2 separate regions of the Cyprinus carpio genome follow, and region 1 is linked to region 2. A link is a contact called in public Hi-C data. All regions are on one chromosome and are shown on one strand. Each heading gives the region's core, a stretch centred on a gene start, on an enhancer-like site or on the middle of the called end of the contact. The rest is flanking DNA. Distances are from core to core; before and after follow the strand shown. Region 1 holds the start of LOC109113041 (kinase D-interacting substrate of 220 kDa B-like). Region 2 holds the start of LOC109108212 (transcription factor E2F1-like).

The links. A called contact is a pair of places that touch in the nucleus more often than the background predicts.
Region 1: a contact with region 2 is called in a Hi-C map of skeletal muscle, with 3 times the contacts expected there. The contact joins the promoter of LOC109113041 here to the promoter of LOC109108212 in region 2. A contact is called at or near these places in 2 of 8 Hi-C or Micro-C datasets (both in skeletal muscle).

The regions. Positions count from the first base shown.
Region 1 is chrB20:17,437,116-17,441,782 of ASM1834038v1, reverse strand. It overlaps LOC109113041 (kinase D-interacting substrate of 220 kDa B-like), which reads right to left and starts at 1,531. Exons shown (of 30, transcript XM_042746839.1): 1 at 1,358-1,531. It also overlaps the pseudogene LOC109112772.
Region 2 is chrB20:17,250,320-17,254,535 of ASM1834038v1, reverse strand. LOC109108212 (transcription factor E2F1-like) reads left to right here and starts at 2,736. Exons shown (of 9, transcript XM_042747364.1): 1 at 2,736-2,964; 2 at 2,966-3,176. The coding sequence starts at 2,864.

The DNA of each region.
Region 1 (4,667 bases), core at 282-2,781, 190 kb before region 2:
CTATTTCTATTGCCATACCAGCATCTATAGGTATTTTCTTGGAAACATCAATGTATTAAAAAAAAACATAGGCTACAACATACAATAGTAATGAAAAACAACCAATATAACAAACATTATATAAGATTTTTCATTTGAAAATTTGTCATTTATCATTTAACACTTAGCATTTTATAACAAAAAATTTAATAGACAGAACAATAGATATATAGAATGAAAGGATGAAGAACAGAATGCTAAATCAATCCAAATAAATGTTTAATATTAATATTTTACAGCATTTGATGCTTATTTAATATGTGCCAGCATGTGACCCTCAATTTAACCTTCAATACAGACTAGAAGAATGTCTGTACAGAATGTTCATACAGACAATACATTCAAAAAGAATGGGGAAAAAAAACAGGTAGGCTCTCAACATACAACTGGACAACAACAAAGAGAATACATCAGCTCACTCAGGAACCCAAGCAGCTCTTTATGCTCTATCTGTGAAACACGACACCGAAGTTATTCTTATAGACCATTATGTGACACCATATATCCAGCACATTCAGTGTCACACTGTCCTCTGCTTTTGTTTGAATGCCTTTAGATTGCTGGCTGTGACTGCTGTCTGTCCTGCTGTCTGCTCTGGAATGGCATCATGCATTATTTATGGCGACCAAGAGTGGTTCACGCCTAGAGTTTACAGCAAGATGCTTAGATGACTGACAGCCCTACAATTATAATAGCGAGAAGTGCTCTATTTTATATGGATATTTACAAAGGCTGGTGAGAAGCACACTTTATTACATATAACAACAAAAATAACTAAGCATTATATATTACGTTTTGCTATATTTTTACATACAAATATAATAAAATACAACAAAATAAATATAGTAATTGTTGTATAGATAGATAGATAGATAGATAAATGAAAATATGGCTAAAAATAACTATATAATGTCAAATAAATGGAACCTGCGTGAGTAAGAGCACAACAAACCACAGCACATTCTCTGCCCGGTAATAAAGTGTTTGTTAATCCTGATATATTTGACTGTCTAAACATTATTGTAATTTGATATTAAAGAATGTATTTCTAGAAATAAACAGGGCGGGCAGTGCCATTACTCACTATGAGAGCCCAGCCAATTAATCGCCATCAAAACAACCCTGAACAGATTAACCGAATTTTACTACATTTACATAACAAACTACATCTTTTTCGCTGTAAATGTTCGATTCTGCTTAATTCTACAGTTTGATGCTCGTTACTGTCCTTTAGGAGGCTATGAACTGTCAATCATACGCGGCATCAACCGACAAACGCGATTTAAACCCTTCATCTGCCTTCTGTTTCGAGACGTACCTCACAGAAAATATACGTTGTAATAATCTGCTGTCTGAAGGTCCGTTTGGAGAGGCGTATTTCTCTCTAGTTTTTCGGTCTACGGCGCTTCTTTCTTCCTATTCACCATCTTCAACAGCCATTTTGACGAAGCAGAGCGCTGTGCTCCTGTTAAGCTTCTTCCTGGCAACACACGGCGTGACGTCACGCCTTACTCAGCCCAGCACACGAATACATGTGATAGTTGACTGTATATACGGGAAGTGATACTACATTACACAGCAATTGTAGACATTTTTATTTTAGATATTTCATCTTGTGTATTTCATCCTGTAGTTGTCTTTCCTAGGGCAACAGAACAGTCTATGGATGTTTCTTTAACTAGCATGTATGGAAACTTCGCCCTGTGGCCTTTTTGAAAGTAAAATTAAATAAACAGGCTACTTTTCACACTTTCACTTGTTTCAAAAATGATCCAAACGCATGTTACTTCCACAAGATCACAAATTATGTATTGTGGATGTATTGCTATATGTACCATAAATAAACACATTTGCTTGTTTTGTCATAATTTGACCAAAAATAAATAGATAATTTTGTTTCACATTATTTGACGAAATTAAAGGTTGCAGTGTGATATTTAACATCTCATTACATATCAAGCGCCTCCCTCGTGTCTACAAAGTTAAAACGTACACGAACACATTGAGAAACACATATTATATCATAATTGAATCTTAAAAATAATTATCTAAATAATGCAATTCTGGTTCTGGAATGAGGGTAAAATAAATGTATAAATGTCAATTGAAACTAAAAGAAAGAAAGAAAGAAAGAAAGAAAGAAAGAAAGAAAGAAAGAAAGAAAGATGCGAGAAAGAAAGAAAGAAAAGAAAGATAGACGGAAAGAAAGAAAGAGGAAAAATTGCTGCTTGGACATAAATGTGCCTGTAGTGGAATTAACATCCCTATAATATAATGTCAGCAAGATCAAGTAACTTATTGTTATGTGTAGCGGCACAAAGTGCACAGTTTATGTCTGCAGAGCAAAGGGCAGATGTTCATCCAGGTTGAGGCATTTGAGAATATGGAAGGCTAAATTACCATTGTTTCAAACATTTCACTACTGAGTAATGAATGTGTAACTGTATCGTGCACATTACCTTCACAAAATGGTTTATCAGAAAGCAAACGGATCACAGAGGAGTAGTAAAAAGACCTTTTTTAATCACTAAATTTCCAAAAAACAAATGTTCTAGATCCACACAGAGAACATAATGTTTCAAACAAATCCAGTGGACATCCTCTACATTTTCGTATATCTTTAACACAAACATCAGCTTCATTTCCAACCCTAAGCAGGCCAAACCTTGAAGCTGACTGAGGCCATACAAAATGTGCATTACTGTGCATACAGAATCACCACCTGCCTGACTCACAGAAGTCATGCAGTTAACAGTACTATCCATTTTTTTGTTTTGTTTTTTTTGCTGGACGTTACTCTAACATTCCACTACTTTCCAAAATTCCCAGTTTAGATTGGATTAGTCTAACAAACACTTTTGTTTATGAGAAAAGAATCTCTGGTCTTTAGATTGGAATGTATTATGTGTAACTTTCAGCGTTTTATGTGAAGACTACATGGACGAGACGCTACAACAGACCATAACAAACATAACATGACAAACGGCCAAGAGCCCAGTTTTTAATGGCGCAGCCATGGAATTAAATCTTAATTTTAGTCTTGATGACTTCAAAAAAAAACATTTTTTTTGGACATCATCCTTTGATCTTCTTTCCTTTTTTCCAATGACTTTATTATTTTTCGTTTTATTACTTTAGAATTCATAATTATTACTTTATTAGATTTTAGTTTAGTTAGTCATATTTATTTTACCCCTACCACATTAAAAACCTTTGCTTTCAAATATAATGTTGCCAGCTTTCTGCAAGTAGTATCGGCCTTGTCCCTTGCAAGAAAATCCTATTTACAAGCCCAATACAAGACCACCAGATTAGGACACTAATACTTGCTGTGACAAGCTGAATTACAAAGGCAAGGTCACATAATTCTATACAACAGTGTTTTCTTGGCAATAAAACTCCTCTTATACCAGTCAGATTTGATACCATCATCTCAAATCACTGTCCAATCCCAGTACCACTATACTGAGCCAAGGGATGACTTACTCTATCAGTCCAGACAGAGGCTGCTTGGTTGGTTTATTTGTGAGCTTTAGTTTATCTGACTCTCTTCGTGTGTGGCTGGAGAATAGGTACATTTGCCCAGTCTGTGTGTGTACAGAAGATTGGTAAGGTGTTCCAGGACTCATGTGGCTTTTTGTTTCTGGTTGCTGTTGCTGTCTGTGCTCTCCAGACTTGGCTGTACAGCAGGCTGTTGCTCTTTCAGCCGCAGGTGGCGTGGTTTCACAGGCAACGCGATGGCCAGCAGTATACAGCCTATGTGGATGCAGAAGTACCATGACCTACAAAGTGATGGAGACAGTAGAATGACAATTCACGAATGAAAAAAAAAAAGTTATGCATTTTTAGTATCTATTTTTGTTTGTCCAGCCCACCTGTAGAACTTGAGCGAGGGACCCACAGAAAGCAGAACGAAGGGAACCACTGTGTAACAAATGGCTATCTGTGTCGCCGCCCATGTGATGACATCATACACAAACTTGAGAGTTGGAGAACCTAAGAAGTACGGTCTTACATTGTGTCTCACCTGAAGGGGAATAGGGAACATGACACAAAAAAAATGGATGAATAACAACCCTCAAAATTCCAAGCATTGATATTCATGATTTATTATTTTTTCAGGGAGACATTAGTGATTCAAAAAAAATAATAATGATAAATTAATGTAAATTGCAAATTGTAACCAATCATTTTTGATACTTTTTTCCTTGAAATTTTGGTATTCATAACATCATTTAGCATGCAAATACATTTGAAAATGTATCTATATATATATATATTTCAATAAAGTCTTGAAAAGTAAATATTCCACGATCTGACCATTTGAATACTATAATAAATATTTATATCAAAGCACATTTTAAATATAATGTATTCATTTTAATATCAATTCTTTTAAAAATATATTTTGCTATATAAATAATAAACACCTGAGAAAAATTAGAAGAGTTGTACCATTCAATAAATAAGCTCCATCTGTGTGAGAACAACAGAAACAAGTCTGACCCTTAATGCCCAGTGTTGCATTTTCTCCATGCTTTGAAAATGGAAACTCGATGCATGTTCAGAATTTTAGGGCATGCAAATCCTTACCCAGTACTAGACATGTAGAAGCAAACTGTTAAAAA
Region 2 (4,216 bases), core at 1,487-3,986:
CTGCTGTGACCTCAGAACAACACTGATAAAATGTGCTGTCATTTGATGAATGCGGCTGTAATATGTACAAAGCAGAAAAGTACAAGACATCCTGTTGTAGAGGGAACGAGGGAAATCGTGTGATCCAAACTAACCACAAACTGCGCTAGAGACAAAAGGCATTAGAGACTTTCTCTCTTTTAGGCCCAAGTGTAACAGGAGTCCAGTGTCTGGCAGAGGGAAAGCAATGCTAGCCGAGTACTGCTCACATTACAGTCTGTTCTCACTTTAGAGTTATTCTCCATCAGCAGGACCCCTTAGATAAGGTAGTCTAACTTTTCTACGAAAGCTACATCTAAAGTGTCTATACATGAAGCATGCGCTACCATTCCATAGTTTGGGGTCTAGATGATTTTTCTTTAAAGAAATTGATATTGTTATTCAGTAAGATGCAATCATGGTTTCCACAAAAACTGTTTGCAGCAGTGATGATAATAATTCATATTTTTCAGCACCAAATCAGAATATTAGAATGATTTTTGAAGGACCATGTGACACTGAATAGTAACGGCTGCTAAAAATCAGCTTTGACATCACAGAAATATATATAAAATATAGTAAAACAGAAACAGCTATTTTAAACTGTAGTAATACTTCATGATATTGTTGTTTTAGTGTATTTTTAATCAAATAAATACAGCCTTTATGTACATAAGAGACTTCTTTAAAAACATTTAAGAAATCTCACTGACCCCAAAACTTTTAAATGGAATGTTTGCCTTTTGTTTGCAGTAAAAATGTGTGCACAGACAGCTCCATCTCTTCAAATGTCTTTACTAAAATCCTCTCGGTGCTAAATCAATATAGAAGCTTACATACATAAATGTAATAAATCACCACTCTTGCCCATTTTGGTGTTTGGTTTCATGGTTTCATAAAACCAGTGTCTGAACAATCCACATAATCACCACAAAACGTTCAAGACATTTTTTTTTACAAAGTTAGATATTGCATAAAACTATTGCTTGTGTCCATTCTGCAATCAAATCTTGTCAATCATGTGGTCAGAGATAAAGGTTTAAGGTCAAGATGCTTTTAACCAAAAAACCCAAATTAACATCTATCAATTACCGCTCTGAAATATTCCAGTGAGAAAGGTAATCAGCACCATCACCATCTATCTTCATAATATGATGTACACTCCCATAGTTCTCTGTACCTGACCTTAGGTCATAGTTCTTGGTTTCTTTGGCATCTCATTTAAATATAGCTATACAATACAGGTAAAAGCTATTTACAAATCAATAAATGTAGACTAATAAAAATTGCCATTTCAGGAGTAAATGCTTGCAATGTAGGCCTAATAGATTTTTTTCCCATCTATAATGATATCAAATCTTTAATTCACCAGAAATGTTTTGATATGATATTTATCAATGCAGAGAAAGTCTAACACTCAAAGCATCCTGGTAAGATTCCTTTAATATTTCCCGGGTGAAAATGATACCACATCATTGACCATGCAATGTGATTTCACTGAATTTGTTTTTATTTTGTCAATGTCTTTTAGAGAACATAGATTCAAAACAAGTCAATTACCCAGGCTGCCATTCTCTGTGGTGTCTCCAAGTCTAGTGAGCTGCCTATCTAGACAGCATTTCATGGTCATCCCAAAATGCTGTCTACATAGACAGATTACTATGGCTATATGAGCAGCATCCCTTATGTAAACATTTTCCTGTGCAACATATGTGTTCTACCTTTAAGCAAACAGAAATGATAACCACAAAAAACACCTTTAAAAGACTCTCTTGGGTAGCACGACATCGTGACGTTTCCAAAAAAGTGCCTGACCCTCCCCTGTATTATATGATCTGTGATCTGTGTATATGAATTAAATTCGCTAATGTCCACCTCTGTAAATCCTCGAGCAGTCCACCATCCATTTCATCACGCAAATGACACATTTCCCAAGCCAACCATCAACTCTCTCCGACGGAAATGCGATTGCTCAGGAAGACGTCATGAATTTCGGGAGGAAACATTAAAAATGCAACGTTTTCATCGTCCTTACCAAATGTTTTCGTGCACAGCCTGTAAAGGATTTGTAGAAGGACCTGGATGCCAATGAAAGCTGTGATGAGGGTTTTTGTGCCTCCTGTACGTTAACGGTACTCACTTCACAAAATACAAATAACAGAAATGTACCTGATCTAACGGAAGGTTGGTTATCTCGCTTATTGGCTGTAGTAAGTTGGATCCGGTGCAGGCTGATATCGTCTCAGTAGCCATGTTTCGCTATTGTATTAGTTCTGTGCTGTTCTCTATGACAGTGGAAGCCCAGTTCGCCCTGATTCAATCCCACACACATCCACATCCACCTCTGGAGAGACTGTTGCTGCTTGCTGCTGTCCACTGCTGGTAAAAAACGGCAGTACAGCACCCCACAGTCCGCCAAGCGCATTTACAAATCCTACTACAGTGAAGGCTTGACTCATGAATATTAATTACGCAACTTGGCGTTCGGTCGATCTGATTGGCTGAAAGGCAGACGTTAGTAAGGGTGCCAATTTCCTGGCGTTCTAAAATATAAAAGCCTATATCAAATATTAATATATCTACGTAAACAAAAAAACAAAAACAAAAAAAGACAATGCAGACATTAAAAAGGATGCAGTGTGGTAGTACTTCTCCATTGCACTAGATGTCACTAGTTGGGCTTATCAACTAGAGAAAACATGAAGCAGAAAATCTAATCATTTGATTGGTCAGACGGGATCACGTGACGTTTGTTTTGCGTCTCCTTTCGTGTTGCGTGTAAACATTGCACTTGCACGTTGATGTGATTGAATGTAGCGAAATAAACTGGCAACGTGTAGCGACGATGGTGAAGTGTGTGGTCCAAGGATGCATAAACCACAGTGATCTCAGACCGGGAGAGCAAACGAGCCGTCCGCCCAAGAGGTTTTTCAGTTTCCCCAAAGACGACAGTGAAAGTGTGGCTGGCCGCTTTACGGGAGACTGAGCGCGAAATCACAGATCAACATCAGATATGCGAGGATCATTTCCTGAGCCATCACATTACGCCGAACGGCATCAGCGCGGACGCCATCCCTATTATGCCCCCATTAGAGGGACCGGTCTCCGGCTGGAGCTCGTGTGATGAGCTGGAAGAGCACTCGGACCCAGTGGAGGAGGTTAGAAGGGTGCAATGCATATTCTGACAACCAACTATATATATATATATATATATATATATAAGAGAGAGCTAGATATAGAGAGAGAGAGAGCTTTATTTGGAAATTATTTCTATATTTTATCAATTCAAAAGACTACGAAAGCCACCCCAGTTCTGCACCTAAACCTAGCGCGATATATTTGTCTATGGTTAGCTGCGTCTTTTGTGATTGGCCATAATAACGTTACCTGCAGACTGCAGCCAATGAAGATCGTGAAAGCTGACTGCAGTTTTTGTCATTCATTATAATGTAAGTGTAGAGACGATGTAAATAATAGATTCAGTGTGCAGTGTAGAGAGCTTCATTAATTAAAACGTTAAAGCGAAGTTTGTGAGATCGCGATGAACTTAGGCGAGTGACAGGTTTTCATGATTATAAAGGGAGTTTGCAAATGGGAAACTGAATTTATACAACAGTTTTATACATTTTTGATTTTATACATAAGTTAATATTAAGTGACTTACATATTAGGAACACTGTTGTCTGATTTGCTCCATTTCGTCAACTAAAATAATCCCAAACAAATCACAGCTGAACCGCTGCGTCTCCAAGCAAAGAGCGCTGTTTCGTTTATGTAAGGAATAATTGACGACGGGCCGTTGAATTATTAGAAAAATAATGCACACCCGAGATAATAAAATCATCAGAATGTCATTCAGTATTTTTTACATGATGCATTGATCAAAGCTACATAATACAGATACAACTACTGTATTTTGGCCGTATAATAATGAAGTGGTTTATTACTAATGTATTATTAAGATGCTCTGCCTTATATAAATCATGATTATAATACACATAGCATATGATCATATTTGGGAACAGTGTGAAAATCTTTCTGAATAAAAACAAATCTATTCACATTATTTTGTATATTTGAAAGTGTTATTATATTAAGGGGTAAAAGTAAATAAATAAATACATTTGCATTTGTGACCCTGGACCACAAAACCAGTTATAGTGATTTATACATATGAAAGCTTAATAAATAAGCTTTC